Regions from separate parts of the Sus scrofa genome. Here region 1 is linked to region 2. Evidence: chromatin contacts called from public HiChIP or PLAC-seq data. All regions are on one chromosome and are shown on one strand. The core of a region is the stretch at or near the end of the contact, and the rest is flanking DNA. Distances in the headings are between cores, read along the strand shown. Region 1 overlaps DGKD (diacylglycerol kinase delta). Region 2 holds the start of DGKD (diacylglycerol kinase delta).

Evidence for each region. HiChIP or PLAC-seq counts read pairs in DNA pulled down with a chosen protein or histone mark.
Region 1: an H3K27ac HiChIP or PLAC-seq map of skeletal muscle shows a contact between it and region 2. The contact joins the enhancer-like site here to the promoter of DGKD in region 2. A contact is called at or near these places in 1 of 5 promoter capture datasets (fetal liver), 7 of 47 Hi-C or Micro-C datasets (alveolar macrophages, brain, fetal skeletal muscle and 4 more) and 2 of 2 datasets of contacts at active chromatin or transcription factors (alveolar macrophages and skeletal muscle).

What each region holds. Positions count from the first base shown.
Region 1 is chr15:133,813,977-133,818,984 of Sscrofa11.1, forward strand. The region is part of intron 3 of DGKD (diacylglycerol kinase delta); the gene reads left to right. Among named protein-coding and RNA genes, the nearest start is that of DGKD, 67 kb to the left of the region's middle. Within about 2 kb of position 2,870, at least 25 of the 83 cell types and tissues checked have an H3K27ac peak or open chromatin away from gene starts, as enhancers often do. A contact at or near this core is called in alveolar macrophages, fetal liver, fetal skeletal muscle and 3 more, where this site is marked.
Region 2 is chr15:133,746,442-133,751,489 of Sscrofa11.1, forward strand. DGKD (diacylglycerol kinase delta) reads left to right here and starts at 2,908. Exons shown (of 30, transcript XM_021075023.1): 1 at 2,908-3,078. The coding sequence starts at 2,923.

The DNA.
Region 1 (5,008 bases), core at 1,620-4,119, 67 kb after region 2:
CAGGGCTGGGGGACGTGTGCCCGCTCAGCCAGGCATCTAGAGGCCTTTGGGACAGCGTGGGCAGTTGGTGAGGAAGAAGAGAAGTGCTAGTTGTATAGGCTGCTGGTGGTTGTTGTTCCAGACACTGATTTTGTAGGAAAAAAACAAGTATAGATAATTTAAAAATACCTCTTACTGTAGGTATTTTGGAAAATACAGAAAACCAGAAGGAAAAGAAAAAAGCATGAGATGTCACCTTCAGTTTTCTAAGGCTTTATGTGTCCTACCCTTTAAATATATATGTATAAATTCTGTGTAAACCTTGTTTTTTCCTTTTGGTATTTTGCTTGTTTCCTGGCGTGCCGCCTGGTAACTAGTCCATAGTTTACTGAACGTATAAACAGCCTGAGACCAGCTCATCAGTGAAGGTGGGCATGAGACTTTGTCCCAAGGAGGACACACCTGGCAAGTCAGCAAATACAGGTGCACTTACCTCAGGCCGCTTTGCTCTGGGAAGTCTGACTGCTTAATCACCTTGACCTTCAATGATTAGAACAGGGCATGGTGGGCCGACCTTGGGCTGGAGAAGTTGGTTATGAGTTCTCTCCCCTCCTAGATAACTGTTAACTGTAAGGTTACTGTAGATGCACTTGGGTACATGCAGATTTATAATCAAATACTGCCAGAGGGAAGCAGGTCAATTACGATAGCATGGCGGCTGTCAGATTTGACAGCTGAATCACTCCCATCCAGTTCTTTCATCCCCACATCCTTCAAGACCCGTTACCAGGGTACTTTGCTGGGTAATTATTATTATCACTGGGATGATAATAATTCTAGGTGTTTGAACTAATGACTTGGAGCTAATTGTTCCTTCTGTGCAGTAGCCAGGAGGGAGGTGCAGTCCTTTCTGCTGTGGCGTGTTTCTCGAACAATAAGTGCACTCACCCACCAGCTGAAAGCAGCAGGATGTGGCCAGCCACGGGGGAGCATAGCCCTGGGCTTGGGGTCTGTGCTCAAGTGTTTGAACCCTAATTCTGTATGCACTTAGCTAAGCGACTCCATTCATGAAGTGCCTTCATTTTTTTTGAAAGGTAAAGTGCAGTGTTTACTGTAGTATTTCCTTATGTACTCTCAAAGTCTGCGCAGCACTGGTGTTGGCACTAGGATTGCTGTTTTGTTAATCTTTGGCTGCAGCATTGCCAAGATGTGAGCGGTCTGCCCCAGCTCATCCTTTGCCAGGAGACTTACTATTTTTATTGTTCACTTGTAGAATGTGAGGATTTTCAGCAACTCAAATTTTGCATTACAGCAAAAACACCTGTAATGCTTTACTGATGCTGAGACTGCTCTTTTATTTGCTTTTTAATACAAATGACCAGTTCCTGATAAATAATTAAGTACACATAACCCAAAACAAATAAAAAACCCTCAGAAGTCTTATCACTGAGATCCCAGACACGAAAACTGCTGTAGAGACCTGAGGTTCTCAAACATGGGGACGGTTAAGGAGGGGGGGAGGTGAGGTCTGCCCACAGGAGGACCTCGGGCAGTGGAGACATTTGGGGCTGTGACAGCTGGATGGGGGTGGGGGTTGAGGGCACACTCCTGGCGTGTCCCTGATGCTGCTCAGCTCCCTGCAGTGCTGTGGGCACAGCCCCTACAGTTGCTGGGCTCACAGTGTCAGTAGTGCTGCAGCTGAGACCCTGATAGAGACATAGACTTTAGGGATTTTCCAGTGAATACCAGTACCTCTACTTTAGTTTTCCAAAAAGTGGCATCAATTATGCATGCTAATTTGTAGCCTGCTGTTAAAATTTATATGATGAACACCTCTGTGCATAAATATGCGTTCTCATCACCCTTTTTAAACTTGTCTAAATGGTATTCTGTTGTGTGAACGTGTCATTATTTATGTATTTCGCCATTCCCCAGTTTTTGGAGATTTAGGCTCTTTCTAGTGTTCTGCTCTCAGAGGCATGTTAGGTTTCATTTGTTTGTATTCTGCCTTCTGCCTGTTGGTCTCTTGTCTCCCTGCCTACTGTTGGGGAATTGCCATCTGGGGCACCACCCCTACCCCTGGGGGTTCTTCAAGGCGATGACACCCCCTACCCCAGCCCAGGGGCCCTCTGCTCAGGGCAGTCTCTCGTCTCCAAGGTTTCCCTCACATCAAACACGTTTCAAAGCTGATGAAGCTCTGTTGAAATACCCACTAGATAAATAACGCTCTTTGTCACATTTCAGTTTTAGGTATAACTTTTGCTTTAGTTAACCTTTTGTTCCTTTTGAAAAACCCGTCTTCTGATAGATTACATGTGATTTTGACCTGCGACCCAGTTGGCTTTGCTCCCTGCCTGACCGTCCTGGGGTCCCTAGGGCTGGTGTCCTAGGAGAGTTGGGAGATGGGCAGGGCGGAGGGGACCCTGGGCCCTGGGTGGGTGAGTCACAGTGGTGGGGACCCCCTCTTAGCCCCCAAAGCTGCCCTGAGACGAGGTGAGGTGCAGCCTCGGAAGGGAAAGCGGTGCCTGCTTCTTCTTCGGGGGGCAGAGAACAGGGTGGGGGCCTGGGAGTCTGGCCCTGCGTCCTGAGCTGCTTTCCCCCAGGCACCTCCGGGAGCTTGTTTGTGCGGTGGTGTCTATTTTTGTGTTTCGTGTGATCCTGTGTGAGGAAGTCCGTTGTCTACGCACGTCCCAGCTGTTGTGAGTAGCCTGTCTCGGGGGGCTTCCAGGTAGGGGCTTGGGTCTGGCCATCCAGTGTGTCGGGCGCATCGGAGAAGCAGGATGTGAGTAACAGGAAGTGTGCCACGTGCTTGTTCTCGGCCACCTTCCCAGGCCCCGCAGGCCCGGGAGCTATATTTAGCCGAGTAGTTCCAGGTTCCTAATCCTGCGTGGACACTGCCCATTGCTCCTCTTTCTGTTGGTGGCTGAACCGTGCCGCGCTGACAGGCACACTCCGTCTCTGGTCTGCTCCAGTGACCCTTGGGTTCTTGCCCCTCGGCTTTCAAACCCGAGTTTCGTTTCTGCTAGGCCACTTCGATTCCGGTCCACTTCGCGCAGTTGGAAGATGCTCTGAAGAGGCAGGGTGGCAGGTAGGAGCTCCGGGTGGTGGTGGGCGGTCGGGCCGTGGGAAGCTGTGCGGCACGAGTTACCATCACAAGCGTTTAAGACGAACGGAGTGGGGTGGGTTGTGGACGATGGGAGGTTCTCAGGAGGGCTGCTTTTCGTCTGTTTCTTAGAAGCAGAAGACTGGGGTTTTAAAGCCCCCGGCGTGGTGGTGTGACTTCACCCACGCGCCAGAAGTGCTCTCTGGTCACCTTGCAGCCAGATGGAAAGCCTGCAGGTCAATGAGCTTCTCTGAGAGGAGTGCCATTGTCTGAGCTTTGTCACAGGAGGGTTTCACCCAGGTCCCCAAGCACCTGGAGCCTGGAAGCAGTCTGCCTGGGGGAGCGCTCACTCCCTGGTCACAGTGCTGGAGAAGTGGGTGATTTTTGCCCAGTGGTGTCAGACTGTGCTTTAGGCACCTGTTGACCAGAGGCCCACGTGGGCTGCTCCATGGGTGTCCCTGCGCCCAGCTGTCTGCTGTGTCCGTGTCATCTCGCTGTGGGAGCAGCTGGAAGCCAATCATTTGCTCTCTTCATCGCCTCACATGCTCTGACCTGTGCTGGCCTTTGGACCAGTGCCTTTCTGCTGGAGGACAGCAGGTGACAGCTCCTGCCACCACAGCAGTAGTGTCTCATTCATGGGGGTGGGAGTGGGGACCCTGAGGGGCAGGCACTGCTCCCCAGTTTGTAGGTTAAGAAGCTGAGGCCTCGAGGGACGAGTCATTTGTGCCTCTGCCGTCTCGGTCTGTGTGACTGCTATGCTGTACCGCCCCCTGCACGCCCTTCATCCCATCACTGAGGCTTCGAGAGCTGGCCTGTCCTTTGAGCAGCAGGCCCCGTGCTTTGAGAATCTTCAGAAAGGCAGTTTCTGGGGTTCTGGTGGCTGCCGCCCCAAGGGTTCATGGAAGGGGGTGTGTTGGGAGAGAAGCTTCTTTGTTGGTCTCTGAAAGCTTCCTTCTGAGCGGTCCGGCCAGCGCCACCCCCTTGCTCCCTCATCAAGCATCAGCCTTACTTTCACACATTCAGCCAGCTCGTTAAGAGAAATTTGAGAGGCAAATGAGGAACAGTTGTGTCTGCCATGCAATGCCTGGCAGCCACGGAGGCCCGGAGGCGGGCGGGTGTGTGACTGCCATGCCAGCCCTGGGGGCGGCCGTTCTGTGCGGCAGCGAGTGAATGAGCACTTGGCCGCCAAGGTCAGGCTCCCAGAGATTCCGCGGTTTGACCAGCAGAATCCGAATCTGTGTGCAGGCATGGTTTCGGGCTGACCCATTCCCTTCTGTAAGGCTAAGCTCAAACCACAAGGCAAACTATAAATTTATACTATAAATCGTAAGTATAATGAACTATACATACTCTGTTCCTGTGTGTGTGTGTGTACAAATACCATAAACACAAAACATAGTGTATGTATCTCTAGCCCTAGCTAGGATATTTCAGCATTTTTTTTTTTTTGTCAAAGCATATAACATTTAAAAAAAAATTATTGAATATTTCAGGCATTTAAAAAGTAGCATGATAATTGTGTACACTTCCAGCCCGAGAAGGAAAATTACAAACCTACTTGGAGTTCTTTGTATTAATTTCCCATCCGGTTCTCCTCCTGCCCCCTCCCCCGCAGTCACCCCCATTCTGAGTTTGGTGTTTATCATTTGTTTGCATGCTTTTTATACTTTCTCTACTCATATTTATAGATATAAACAATACTGTGTATAGTTTAGTCTTGCTTTTTGGGGCCATTTCCACAGCATATGGAGATTCCCAGGCTGGGGGTCCAATTGGCACTACAGCTGCCAGCCTATGCCACAGCCACAGCAACGTCAGATCCAGGCTGCATCTGCGACCTATAACACAGCTCACAGCAACGCCAGGTCCTGGAGCCACTGAGTGAGGCCAGGGATCGAACCTGCAACCTCATGGTTCCTAGTCAGA
Region 2 (5,048 bases), core at 1,658-4,157:
ATTTCTTTGGGCCGCTTCTGCGGCATATGGAGGTTCCCAGGCTAGGGGTCGAATCGGAGCTGTAGCAGCTGGCCTACACCACAGCCACAGCAATGCGAGATCCGAACCATGTCTGAGACCTACACCACAGCTCAAGGCAACACCGGATCCTTAACCCACTGAGCAAGGGCAGGGATCCAACCCGCAACCTCATGGTTCCTAGTCGGACTCGTTAACCACTGCGCCACGACGGGAACTCTCTAAATCGCTTTTTAATGCCCTGTTTCTAGTCTTTTCTCCTCTGGATCACTCTCTGTCCAGATGCATTAGGTCCCCTTCTTTTTTAAAACCCTCCAGGGGCCCCGGTGCCCAGGGGATAAAGTCCTTGCTCCTGAGGGGACAGAGGCCGCTCTGGGTCCTGGTGCAGCTGCTCCCCTGCCAGCCTCCCCACAACCTCACCCTTGGCTCACCGGCCAATCGAAATCCCTTGTCATCCTCCCAACTTCCCTAATAGTCTCCTGCCTTGTCTTCATGTTTTCCTGGAAAATTCTCTCCATCTCCTAGCCTTTCTAGTCAAAGCTCCCAACCCTGCTAGGGTCACCTCTCCTTTGAAGAGCCTTCCCTGACACCCCAGACAGTTAACTCTTTCTCCCCCGGTACAGCTCCTCCCCCTCCCCCACAACCCCAGGGTTTTGCACTTCGGTATCACACTGTATTTATAATGGACTGATACAAAAATCACTAGTCTCTGTGGAGATTCAAGATACCCTCCCCTCGGAGCCCTTATTAGTCTCTTCCTGCTGTCATGACAAAGTACCACACACCTGGGAGCTTCAGCAACAGAAATTGATTTTCTCACAATTCTGGAGGCCAGAAGTCTGAGATGAAGCTGTCGGCAGGGTTTGATTTCTTCCTATCTTTCTTTTTTCTTTTCTTTCCTTTTTTTTGGTCTTTTTAGGCCTGCACCTGTGGCATATGGAAGTACTCAGGCCAGGGGTTGAATCAGAGCTGCAGCTGCCGGCCTACACCACAGCCACAGCAACACTGGATCCGAGCCGCATTTGCAACCTACACCACAGCTCATGGCAACACCAGATCCTTAACCCACTGAGCGAGGCCAGGGATTGAACCCGTGTCCTCAGGAATACTAGTTGGGTTCCTTAACCAGTGAGCCACGATGGGAACTCCATGGTCCAATTTCTGAGGCCTCTCTCCTTGGCTTGTAGATGGCTCTCTGTGTGTCTTCATACAGTCTTACCTCTGAGCCTGTCTGCATCCAAATTTCTTCCTATAAGGACACTGGTTGTATGGGATTAGATTCCACCCTAATGGCCCCATTTTAACTTGGTTACCTCCTCGAAGACCCTGTCTCCAAATATGCCCACATTCTGAGCTACTAGAGGGTTAGGATTTCAACATATGGGTGTCGGGGAGACACAGGTCAGCCCACAGCAAGACCCTTCTCTCCTCTTTCTTCCTATAGGCTCCTCTCGGCTTCCTGGGAGGCCTTCCCCTGAAGGGTCAAGGGCTTGGGAATCACATGGTCCAAGTTCAAATTCTGCCTCTCTTGCATTCTTTGGGGGAGGTTTCCCAACCTCAAGTTGCAGAGTCTCCACCTCTAGAATGAGACCACCGAGCTCGCTCTGGGGGGACTTGCGTGTGGATTGGTCAAGTGTCTGGCACGTGCCCAGTGGTTAGGATATGGGCGTCATTGCTATGCTCCTGAGTTGCAGAACTTTCCTCGGCAATGGAAATAGTCTCTATTTGTGCCGTCCGGTGTGGTAGCTGCTAAATCATAGGCAGCTACTGAGCAGCTGAACGGTGGCAAGTGTGATCGAGGAACTGAAAATTTAATCTTAATTAATTGAAATTGAAGTAGCCCGTGTGGCTAATGGGCAGCGCTGGCACCCAACCTTTCTCCACCTGGATGACTCAGAGGCTCAGCTGATCTCAACTCCAAGGGCACCCCTCTTCCTCCCAGCCAGGGCTCCACCCACTCACGGTCCAGCTGTCTTAGATGGGAAGGAGGGGCTTATCTCAAATTGCCAAGGCCTCCTGCTAGCCATTACTCCCCTTCCCACTTCTCTATCTTTGCTTCCCTTCCCATTAATCCAGGGCAGACACCTGCCCCGGTTACTTCAAAGCCCGGATCCCAGGCCTCAGCGTTGTGACCCAGCCCCGCCCAGGATTAAGATCCCTCAAGGGCTTCCTGGTGCTCTCAGGACTCAGCCTAAAAGACCAAACCCCTTATCAGCTTTGCAAAGCCCAGGCTAACCTGCCCGCCCCCAGGCTCACCTCTTCAAGCATTTTCCTTCCTTTAGGCTACAGTTTCCCTTTTTTCTAAAGACGTGCTCTTTCTTGCCTCCGGGACTTCGTCTCTTGGCCTAGAACAGGGTTCCTTGGTTAGGGATAACTCCCGCTCGCATTTTCTCTCATTAAACATCTTTTTCTCCAGGGAGCCTTCTCAGATGGAATCGTGTCTGTTCCGGCATCCCGGAGGCCTGTCCCAAGTACTTTCTTTCGTGCGCTCACGCACTCATCCACTTCCCGAACTGTTTATCGTGCAACTAACTACCAAATGTCAGCATGCTGTTTAGATGCTGGCGACACAAGGCAGGGCAAGAAAGACACGGTCCCGGGCCGCCTGGGGGTCACTTACATTCTTGAAGGGGAGATCAAAGATTAAAAAAATAAACACAGAAATAAAACACCACCACAAATTGTGTCCCAGGAAGACAATCAACAGAGGCTAAAACCAGGTGCCCCGCCGCCCCCGGAGGGAGCGAAGGGCCCCGGGCGCGGCGCCAACTCCGGCCGCGCGCGCGGCCGGCAGGGGGCGCGGAGGGGCGGAGCGGGAGGCCGCTGTCCCGGCCCCGCCCCTCCAGGCCCCGCCCCCGCCCTGGCCCCCGCCCCCGCCCGCTGTGCGCGCGCTGGCCCGGCAGCATGGCGGCGGCGGCGGGCGCCCCTCCGCCGGGTCCGCCGCAGCCGCCTCCGCCGCCGCCGCCCGAGGAGTCGTCCGACAGCGAGCCCGAGGCGGAGCCCGGCTCCCCGCAGAAGCTCATCCGCAAGGTGTCCACGTCGGGCCAGATCCGCCAGAAGGTGAGCTCGCGGCGGCGGCCCGGGCGCGCGCCCCTCACGCCGCGGCAGCCCCGTGAGGCCCGCAGTCCGGCCGGAGCAGCCGCCCAGGCCCGGCCCGGCCCGGCCTAGGGTCCCGTCGGGGGCCGCTGCCGGGACGGAGCGCGCTCCGCGGGGTAACGGGCCGGGCGTCCGGGCTGAGCGCGCCCCCCGGCGGGGCGGCGGCGGCGGGGACCCCGGGCCGGGGCGCAGGTGGGCGCCGCGCGGGGCCGGGCGGACTGGGCGCTCGGCTGGGTGGGCCGCGAGGGCCGGGGGGACAGGCCTGCAGGCGGGGGGCCGAGCGCCCCAGAATGGGGGCTCCTGGCTGCGCCCCGCCGGCGAGCGCTCCCCGACCCGGGTTCTGCACATTTGGGAGGTCCCATCGGGCTGTTTCCCGCCGGGTGCCCTGCCTTCACCTGTGGTCCCTTGAGACATTCAGTTGGACCCGGGTGTGGAGGCTCTTCCCTTCCCTCCCCTCCCCTCCGGTGGCTTTTCGTGCGGGGAAGAGGCAGGCATGCGGTTCTGTGACGGTCTCTCTCGTCCTCGGGAAAGCGGGGAGAAGGGGCTGGCCCTGGCTGCGCACCCGCTTGGCACCTCTCTCTCCATGGAGAACTCCAGACGCGAAGTATTAGCGGCAGAAAGACGCATTTCCTTTCTGCAAGAGTAAAGTTGCACCCTTTGTTTTCCCATTGCGGTTTCTGTTGAAAACTGCTCTGGGGTTTTGCTGCGGGTGAGCCCTCCCCGTTAGCACGCGGCTTCCGCAGGCAGGTGGTTGGACAGGTGGCTGAGGGCAGGCTGGGTCTGTGGGCAGCCCGGGCGGATCCAGCTGGCACAGACTTTCTCCTCCTGCTGCAGTGCGCTTTTCCTCCAGGGCCAGTGAGTTCGGCCGGTACTTTTACCGTGGGAGCCGTTGCTTGCTGTATGTTGGGGCAGCCTCTGATACCTCGGGTGGGAGAATCTTTGGTCCTAAGTTAGGTACAGATTTGTTGTGAAGCGCTCCAGTTATTCAGCACGTGGGTGTTGAACACCTTTGTTCCAGGCGGAACAGTCATTGTCTGGTAATAATTACAATGATAGCAAGTCTCTAAGGCCTCCTTTGTGCCTGCCATTTTTCTTGGGTTAATTTTACAGCCCTTTACATGGGCTAACTCATTTTGCACTGGTGATAAGCCATTGTGCGGGGTGTTACCTGTCATCTCCTTATGGAATTGGAGGTGGAGAGGTGAGGTGACTTGCTCAGGGGGTAACTGTGTCACAGGTAGTTAGTAACTGTGGGTCTGGCGCCGAACAACGGTCAGGATTCCGAGGTGGAAGGCGGTTTCTCCGTTTAGGGCTTTCCCAGCCTGAGCACCTGTGCACCTGACGGTATGATCTAGAAAGTGCTGTGGAATCCCGGAGGACCAAGAGTCCAGCTCCCCTCAGGGGCAGGAATGAGGAGGTCAGCCCCTGTAAGGCAGGATCTTGAGGGAATGAGTTTGTCAGGTTGAGTAGGTGACGCTGTGATATCTACAGGTTTGGATGTTGAATGTGCAGGTTTAGGCACACCTGGGAATGGTCAGAAGGTGCATAGGTCAGGCTGAGAGGAATGAGGAAAAGGCTGGATTGAGGAAAAGGTAGATTGGCTGGATTTTGAAAGAAGAGCCCTGGAGTTGGGTTTTTGGCCTTGGGCAAGAGGGAGCCACAGAGGGTTATACAAAGCATGAGAGTGTTGGGTCAGATGTGGCTTTTAGAAAGATCTCTAAGTAGCCCCGATGGTACTGATAGGAGTTGTTGTCTCCTGTTGCTTGGTCGGCAGGCCTGGTATGTGTTGAGTATGGGGTAGATCATGTGATGTGCAGTTGTTACTAAGATTTGCCCTCTCAGAGATTCCAGTGTTTGTCCAGAATTCTGTTCTTTAGGAGGTTTTTGTTTCGTTTTTTTTTTTTTTTTCCTCCTCTTAAAACAATAGCTGCTGT